2 separate regions of the Sus scrofa genome follow, and region 2 is linked to region 1. A link is a contact called in public HiChIP or PLAC-seq data. All regions are on one chromosome and are shown on one strand. Each heading gives the region's core, a stretch centred on a gene start, on an enhancer-like site or on the middle of the called end of the contact. The rest is flanking DNA. Distances are from core to core; before and after follow the strand shown.

Evidence for each region. HiChIP or PLAC-seq counts read pairs in DNA pulled down with a chosen protein or histone mark.
Region 2: a contact with region 1 is called in an H3K27ac HiChIP or PLAC-seq map of alveolar macrophages. The contact joins the enhancer-like site here to the promoter of CDK5RAP3 in region 1. A contact is called at or near these places in 3 of 5 promoter capture datasets (fetal liver, fetal skeletal muscle and liver), 28 of 47 Hi-C or Micro-C datasets (adipocytes, adipose tissue, alveolar macrophages and 18 more) and 2 of 2 datasets of contacts at active chromatin or transcription factors (alveolar macrophages and skeletal muscle).

The regions. Positions count from the first base shown.
Region 1 is chr12:24,221,973-24,226,145 of Sscrofa11.1, forward strand. CDK5RAP3 (CDK5 regulatory subunit-associated protein 3) reads left to right here and starts at 2,290. Exons shown (of 14, transcript XM_021067091.1): 1 at 2,290-2,415; 2 at 2,639-2,684. The coding sequence starts at 2,410.
Region 2 is chr12:24,276,006-24,280,178 of Sscrofa11.1, forward strand. No RefSeq gene overlaps it. Among named protein-coding and RNA genes, the nearest start is that of MIR152, 14 kb to the right of the region's middle. Within about 2 kb of position 1,701, at least 24 of the 83 cell types and tissues checked have an H3K27ac peak or open chromatin away from gene starts, as enhancers often do. A contact at or near this core is called in adipose tissue, alveolar macrophages, omental adipose tissue and 3 more, where this site is marked.

The DNA of each region.
Region 1 (4,173 bases), core at 1,040-3,539:
CCCAACTAGTATCCATGAGGAGGTGGGTTCAATCCCTGGCCTGACTCAGTGGGTTAAGGACCCATCGTCCCCATAACCTATGGTGTAGGTTGTAGGCATGGCTCCTATTTAGTGTTGCTGTGGCTGTGGTGTAGCCCAGCAGCTATAGCTCTGATTTGACCACCTAGCCTGGGAACCTCCATATGCCACACGTGTGGCCCTAAAAAAACCCCAAAACCAAAAAAAAAAAAAAAAAAACCCAACTTACTGAGCCCCAAGTGATGCTCGGGGCAAAGAGGGGGAGGGGAGTCATTTAGAAAAACCCAGGCAGAGCCTCCTGGAGGAGTTAACAACCTGGAAAGGGGTGGGGGGTGCAAATTGCACACCCAGCCCTGTGAGATCCTCAGCCCACCCTCTCTCCTCAGCCTACACGCCTCTTGCCCAGTCTCACACCCTCTCCCAGCTTCAGCCACCACCTGGACCACAAATCTGTCAGCCTGTGGCTCTCCAAAGCTGTGGCCCCAGTCCCTGAACTCCAAAGCTGCCAACCCAAGCGCCTCTTGCCCACTTTCTCACCTGGGGGTCTCCCAGGGCCACTAGCCCCACAATTTAAAAGCTGAGGTACCCTCCTCAACTCCTGCTCAGCATCCTGCATCCCTGTCCTAGGTGGGGGCACTCCCATCCAACCACCTCTGTGTCATCTTCTTTTTTTTTTTTTTTCTTTTTAGGGCTACACCTGCGGCATATGGAGGTTCCCAGGCCAGGGGTCAAATCAGAGCTGCAGCTGCCAGCCCATGCCACAGACGGAGCAACACAGGATCCGAACAGTGTCTGCAACCTACACCACAGCTCACAGTAATGCCAGATCCTTAATCCACTGAGCGAGGCCAGGGATTGAACCCACAACTTCATGGTTCCTAGTCGGATTCGTTTCTGCTGTGTCACGACAGGAACTCTGCCTCTGTGTCATCCTTGCTGTTCCAGTCCCCAAACCCACACAGCCAATCAACTGCCATTTTCCTCCAAAACATCTCAAATCCAGCCTTCTCTTCCTCCTAGTGCCTCTGTCCCAGGTGAACCCTGAACTCCTGTCTAATAACCTCCTGACAGTTTCCCAGTCTTATCTCCCACAAATCCATCTTCTGTGCAGCCAACCTGTATACGTTCCTCCCTGCCTCAAGCCTCAAACCCTTAAAACCCTCCAGTGGTTCTTCTCTTTCTGCAGGGGGGAAGTACAAGTTGCTTCCTGAGATCTTTTGATATGCCCCTCACAGGCTTTTTTCTCCAGCCACCCCATGCCTCAAACATTTCACTGCACAGGGGATGGGCTGCCTGGGGGGCTGCCTTCCCGAGTGTGAGACCTAAGCTGTGCCCTCTTGAAATTGTCTATATATATATATATCTTTCTTTTTCTTTTCTTTTCTTTTTTTTTTTTTTGGCTTTTTGCCTTTTCTGGGGCCGCTCCAGCGGTATATGGAGGTTCCCAGGCTAGGGGTCGAATCGGAGCTGTTGCTGCTGGCCTGCGCCAGAGCCACAGCAACGCCAGATCTGAGTCCACGTCTGCGACCTACACCACAGCTCACAACAACGCTGGAAAATTGTCTATATTTTTAAACAAGGGGCTCTGCATTTTCATTTTGCTCTGGTCGCTGACAATCATTTTGCCCGTCTTGCCTGTTTGTTGTCCCCTGCACCCCTCTTATGGTTTGTGGCCTGCATAGTCTCCTCCACCCAGAACACCCCTCCCACATCACCCTTTCTGCAGCTCTTCTTTTAACACTCAATTTAGGTGTTATCTTTGGGATAACAAGCCTCCCTTGAACTTCCTCCCTCCCTCCCGTTATCAGCCCTAACCACACAAGCAGCAGCTGCCCAACAGTTGTCTATTTGATGAACTGAAGGAGAAAGCAATGTGCGACACGTGGCACAAGAGACCTACAAACCATCGATGGACAGTAAAGCAAGGCAAGACGGCAAGGGATTTGCAACAGCCTCCGGGTCACCCTGGGCGGCGCTAGGACCCTGCCCGCAGACGCGTTAATGTTGCGGGGAGGCTTCCTTGCCGGGAGGCTTCCTTGTCTTGTTGGCCGGAAGCGCCTGGAGCCGCTCTAGAGCGCCGCCTACTGGGATCGCGACGCCGCTGCAGCCCTTTCCTGACTCCCCCACCCTTCCCTGGCCGTGAGCCCGCCTCGCGTCTCCTATTGGCCGTCTCCTCTTCTCCCGCCCCTCCCGGGCTCAGCCACTCGGAGCCCCGGGGTGGGTGGGGCTTGAGGCCGGTGGTGTGCGCGCCCCGATTGGCTCAGAGGAAGGCGGTGACGTGGCCGGAGCAGCCCTGTCTGTGCCTAAACTGAAGCTCGGCCACGCTAGATCTGGATTGGTGGTAGGCGGGGCGGGCCCCGGTCGCTGGCCGGAAGCGGAAGTGGAGGAAAGATGCAGGTTTGAAGACAGGAGTTGGAAAAATGGGGGGCTGGTTTGGGACCCCTGGACTCAGTTCAGCCCATCCTTCCCTGATCTGCTTCCCCGGCTCTCTCATGGGCTCAGCCCTCCCCGACTCCTGCGTGGTGGCTCCGCAGGGTGGCGGTTGCGCGGGCGAAATGGAGCAAGCGGCAGGTTCCCTTCCAGCGCTCACGCCCGGTTCCCCCGCGATCTTTCCCGCTAGGACCATCAGCACGTGCCCATCGACATCCAGACCAGCAAGCTGCTCGGTAGGAGGGGTCACCCCGCTCAACCGGCTGTCAGGGGGAGGCCTGGCCCTTTGCCCCATCACCAACAGCTGGAGCCCAGACATCCCAAGGTCCCTGTTCAGACGCTGACCGCTCGCCCTGCTCTGTGCCCGCGTCTGTGCCCAGACCTGCCTCGCTAAGAGGAGCAGGAAGGAACCGTTCATAAAGTCTGTACTCAATCTGCGTCTTCTACCTTAACGTTTGTAACATGTGTTGCCAATCAGATCATTCAGGCGCAGAGAGGCGAAGGGCTTACCTTGAAGATGGTCACCTACTGAGATGTCAGATCTGAAATTAGAACCTAAGTCTGTCAGGCACCAGCATCTATGCTTTTTGTATTATGCCAGAAAAAAAAGCTTTCTCTCCTTTTTTATTTTTACTATTTTCCTTTTTTTTTTTTTTTTTTTTTTTGAGGGCCGTTTGAATGGCATGTGGAGGTTCCCAGGCTAGGGGTCCAATCCGAGCTACAGCTGCCAGCCTACACCACAGCCACAGCAACGCCAGATCCGAGCCACGTCTGCAGCCTACACCACAGCTCATGCCAACACCGGATCCTTAACTCACTGAGTGAGGTCAGGGATCGAACCCACAACCTCATGGTTCCTAGTCGGATTTGTTTTGGCTGCGCCACAACGGAAACTCCGGCACATGTATGCTCTTGATGTATGTGCTTGTTATTGTTTGTGAAAGGGACTGATGAGACAACAACTGTGTATCGAGGGTTTGCGCTCTACCAGGTGCTGTTTTGTGTGCTTGATGTTATGAACATGAAGATCACCACCATTCATTGAGCCCTTGCCATGTGCTAGGTGTTTTACCTTCATTCCCCTTTGTACTCAGTGTCTCTAGCATCTTCATTTTACATGTAGGGAAACTGAGGCACAGAGCGATTGAGGGACTTTGCCCAAGAAAGTTGCTAAATAGCAGCCAAGTCCATCTGACCCCAGAGTCTAGCTCTTAGCTCCTGCCTACTGAAGAAATGTGCTTGGCTGTCATCCACCTATACCCGCTACTAAAAACACGAATCTGGGCCCAGAATCTAGGAGGTCAGTTACCTTAGTATTCATATGTGCAGGATGGTACTTCACTGGTATGATTAGACTGCTGTTATTTAGTCCTTAGGACACTATAGGTGTTAGGGGCTTTGCAGTTCTTCATTCATCTGGTTTGGCATAACCATATTGTATTTTTTTTTTTGTCATGGTTAATCCCAGCCCTGAGGAAGTGGAAGTTAAATAGCAACCTCTGTTGATAGGAAAGATACAATCACTCATGGAAGCAAAAATATTATGGAGAGTTTAGAGTGGCCCAAAGTGGCACATTTTTTTGTTTTGGTTTGGTTTTTGGTTTCTTTGGCCACACCTGTGGCATATGAGGGTTCCCAGGCTAGGGGTCTAATTGGAGCTGTGGCTGCCGGCCTACACCACAGCTCACGGCAATACTGGATCCTTAACCCACTAGTTAAGCGGGG
Region 2 (4,173 bases), core at 451-2,950, 53 kb after region 1:
GGGGGCGGCACCCAAGGCATGTGGAAGTTCCCAGGCCAGGTATCCAACCCACACCACAGCAGGGACCCCAGCCGCTGCAGTGACAATCGTCGATCCTTAACCTGCTGCACCACAAGGGTGCCATCCATTTAGAGGGATGGCACTCATCTGTACATACAGCGGAAAGTCCACATGTGTTTCACAGTCACCCATTTCTTTGGATCCTCCTCATATTTTCCATATAGACATGAGAAACAAATGAGGACCACACAAATGTTGACAATCGAGTAAAATTTGGCAGCTGTTTGATTAATTTATTTTTCTTTTTTATTGAAGTATGACTTACCTATAGGAAAGAACACATGTCTTAAGTACAAGCTCCGTGGTTTTTTTTGGTTGGTTCGTCAGATTTGTTTCTGCTGAGCCATGACGGGAACTCCTGACTTACAGTTTTTGATAAAGTCTGGTCTACCTTCGGTCCCCCTAAGAGAGCAAAACCTTCATTTGGAATCCATCAGAACTGTTACTGGGTAGGGCTGTTGGGAGTGAGCATGGGCAGGGATGATGATGTACCCTATAAGGGGGAAAGATGGGGAGTCCATCATTAACTGCTGAGCCACAAGGGAAAGTCTCAAACGCTGTGAATTTTTATCACCTCTCAGGTCATGGTAAAAAACACAATTTAATTTTATTTATTAATTTTTTTATTTTGTCTTTTTTTTTTTTTTGCCTTTCTAGGGCCGCTCCCGAGGCATATGGAGGTTCCCAGGCTAGGGGTCGAATCGGAGCTGTAGCCACCGGCCTACACCACAGCCACAGCAATTCGAGATCTGAGCCGCATCTGCGACCTACACCACAGCTCATGGCAACGCTGTATCCTTAACCCACTGAGTGAGGCCAGGGATCGAACCCACAACCTCATGGTTCCTAGAAGGATTCGTTAACCATTGAGCCACGACAGGAACTCCCTGCGGTTTGATTTTAAAAGGTATTTCTACCTTGAAATATTTCTCAAATCCCTTCTCTCCTTTCAACCCACCCCATCCCACTGCCCCAGCTGGGCCCAATCACTTTCTAACCAGTCTCCCTTTCTTTCCCTCCTGCCTGGCTCCTGGCAAATACTCAAATACTTGAATGAAAGAACGAACAAATGAGCAAACAAAAGGAATGCATGAATACTGTTAAAAGAACGAGACCCAGTTTGGAAGGAAAGGAAGGTCCACTGGGTTGTGTGCAAACTACATTGGGGAAACTACTGAATTTTGCCTACATCAGGTTCTGGAGTTAAGGATATCCACGGGACATTAGGGTAAGACTTTTTTCTCTGGGAGTTCCTGTCATGGCTCAGTGGTTAACGAATCCCACTAGGATCCATGATGTTGCAGGTTCGATCCCTGGCCTCACTCAGTGGATTAAGGATTTGGCGTTGCCATGAGCTGTGGTGTAGGTCGCAGACGCTGCTTGGATCTGCTGTTGCTGTGGCTGTGATGTAGGCCGGCAGCTGTAGCTCTGATTCGACCCCTAACCTTCATAGGCTGTGAGTGCGGCCCTAAAAAGACAAAACAAAAAAAAAAAAGATTTTTTTTCTCTGTAGAGTTTCAAGGGAGATTGAGAGCACAGAAAGTCTGAGCCTTAAGCCGGTCTCCAGCTCATCCCCCAACCCACTCCCAGGCCTCGCTGCTCCTGCCTTAGCCAAACAGAGCCACGGAGCAGATACACTCCGGCGGTGGTCCAGGCAGCGGGGAGCCATCCATCACTGTCTGGGTACTGGCCTATCCGACCAGCTCCGCCTTCCTGCCAGCCAATGGCCGGAAAGCGGGGGGGGGGGGGGGCGGAACCAGAGAGGGGGCCACCGGCTCAAAAGGGTATAAGGGGGGTCTGAGGCCTGGCGGTACTGCTTCTGTGTCCCTGGCCGGGTCTAGGGGTGGCTAGCGTGCCCCCCTGCACCCGAGTCCCGCTGATGCTACAGTGTGAGCCCTCTGGCCCATGGTGTCTCCGTTTCTGAAATGCCCCGGTGCCAATTCGGCAGGAGAAAAGGGGACGTCCTGAAGCCCCTTCCCCACAGATACTCGAGACCCGCTTCTGCCCACGAGGGCAAGACGGGCAGGAGCCCCGGGGTTGAGAGCAGACGGGAAGCCAGGCCCCAGGGCCGCTCCTGCCAGCAACCACCGACGGCACTTCCCGAAATCCGGCCCCCGGCGGACGGCGCCTTCGCTCTCGCTCACTAGGCGTCTGGGAGAGGCGGGGGGCCAGCGGGCAGAGCTCAAGGCAGACGGCCAGACCCGCCGTTCTGGCGGCTCCGCGGGGCTGGGGGCACAGAGAGGGAGCCTGGCACGCAGCGGGCCCTCGGTCTCAGCCCGGGGAGAGCCACCCCTGCAAACCTGGCGTCCCTGGGAAGGAGCCGCGCCCCTTCTGCCCGCGCTCCCTGGGTCCCCCAGCGGTTCAGTGCAGCCCTCTTTGCGCTGCCCTAGCTCTGCCGCGGGGGTGGGTCGGTTGCTTCTTCGCAGTTCCACAGTCCTTTGGCCACAGCGGGCGAGGACATCTCCCTGGTCGCCCTTCCGCATTGCCTTGCCCCTTCGGCTCATTCCTTTTAACCCGGTACAGTCCCTGTGTGGGGAGGGCTTCGGACTGCCCTAGGCGAAGGGGCGAGGGAAAGCCACCTCCCTCCAGCAGTTCCTCCTCCTGAGCCCGCCTTTGCGGAAACTGTTGCAAATACTTTTTAGTCTTTCAGAGCCTCGGTGTGCCGGTCCGTAAAATGGGGATAGCAGTGCATAGTCCATAGCATTCGGTGAGTCAGTTTGTGTGGAGCGCCGGGCCTTCCCATCCTGGTCCCTGCACAACTGGAATTGTGCGGCCCAGGCTGGGGCGTCCAGGTTGCTAGGAAGCGAATTTGCCCCTCGGATTTGGTTCTTGCGGTCGGTCGTTTAGAGGCGGTGGATGGAGCCGGATACCGGACGAGGCCGAACATTTGCTCAAGTATTTCTGGAAATTTTCTCATTTCCCGTCGTCACACTGGCCCTTAAACTCTACACCATTTAATTGAATACTCTTTTCTCCCCTTCCGATGTGGCCTTTTTGCATTTTTTTACTGGAACACAGTATTTACAACTGATTTGTTTACCTAACTATATCTTTATCATTTTCTCTAATTACAGAAGTAGTCATGCCCATTATAAATATTCAATCCTGCAGAGTTTTGTAATGTAAGACGTGATAACCCGCAGGGACTGCCTCTATTTAACACCCAGGGCTCAGCACTTGCTTTCAGCGGTCGCTGGCAGAAATTTGTGAGCTCTAGCTGGCTAGGAGCTCGCCTGCAGGTCGCGCCGGGTGGTTACTAGGGAAACGCCAGCCGCTGGGGTAAGAGGCCAGCGATTAACTCCCTTGAGAAGGGGTCGGTCCCGCCCTGGGGGCGGAGTTAGTAAAGGAAAGGCGGACCCGCAGGGAGCGCGTTTCCCGATTTTCCCTCCAGATGTCGCTAAAGGATCGTGGATTCGGTCCTGGGACCACGCTCCCCTCGGCTGCGGGCGCCAAGGGGCGGAGCCAGGGCGGGGCGTGGACCTGCAGCTGCAGTTAGCCGGGGGGTCAAGGGAAACGAGGGGTGTATGTCGGACTATTAGACACTCTCTGGGTCTTCTGCACATGACGAAGAAAAGTGTATGTGTCAGAGAAAGAGAAAAAGGGGAGCTTCTAGAACGCGGAGAGAGAAGGGGAAATCTGTCGCCGCAAATGTCACTCCATCCTTCCCATTTGCCCTTAGGGTCCCCCTCCGCCCTTCTCTCCCTCTGGATCTGCAACGCTTCACACCTTCAGTACACGGTGTGCTCTGCCCACAACTGCAAGGTGGGAGCTGCCCGGTGCTTTCTCGCTCCTAAGCCTAGCCATGGCAAGTTTGCCAGGCTCTAGTGCCCAGGGTAGAAGCCAGCATAGGAATTCCGCTGGCATAGGAATTCTTGTCCTGGGCAAGCCAAGAAAAACAGGCGCATGCCGTTCCTCAGTTTGTCCGGAGGAAATCTTACGCCCTTCCCTTCTGGAGGCTGAGAATGGAAAATGTGAGCAGAAGAATCCCCAGCGGGGCCACCATGTAGGTACAATCTTTTGCTCTCCTTTTCCCCCTAAATGCACCATTCCTCTCATTATTACTCTTTTACCCTGTCACACAGTCATGCCCAGTCCTCGCCACCACATATAGGG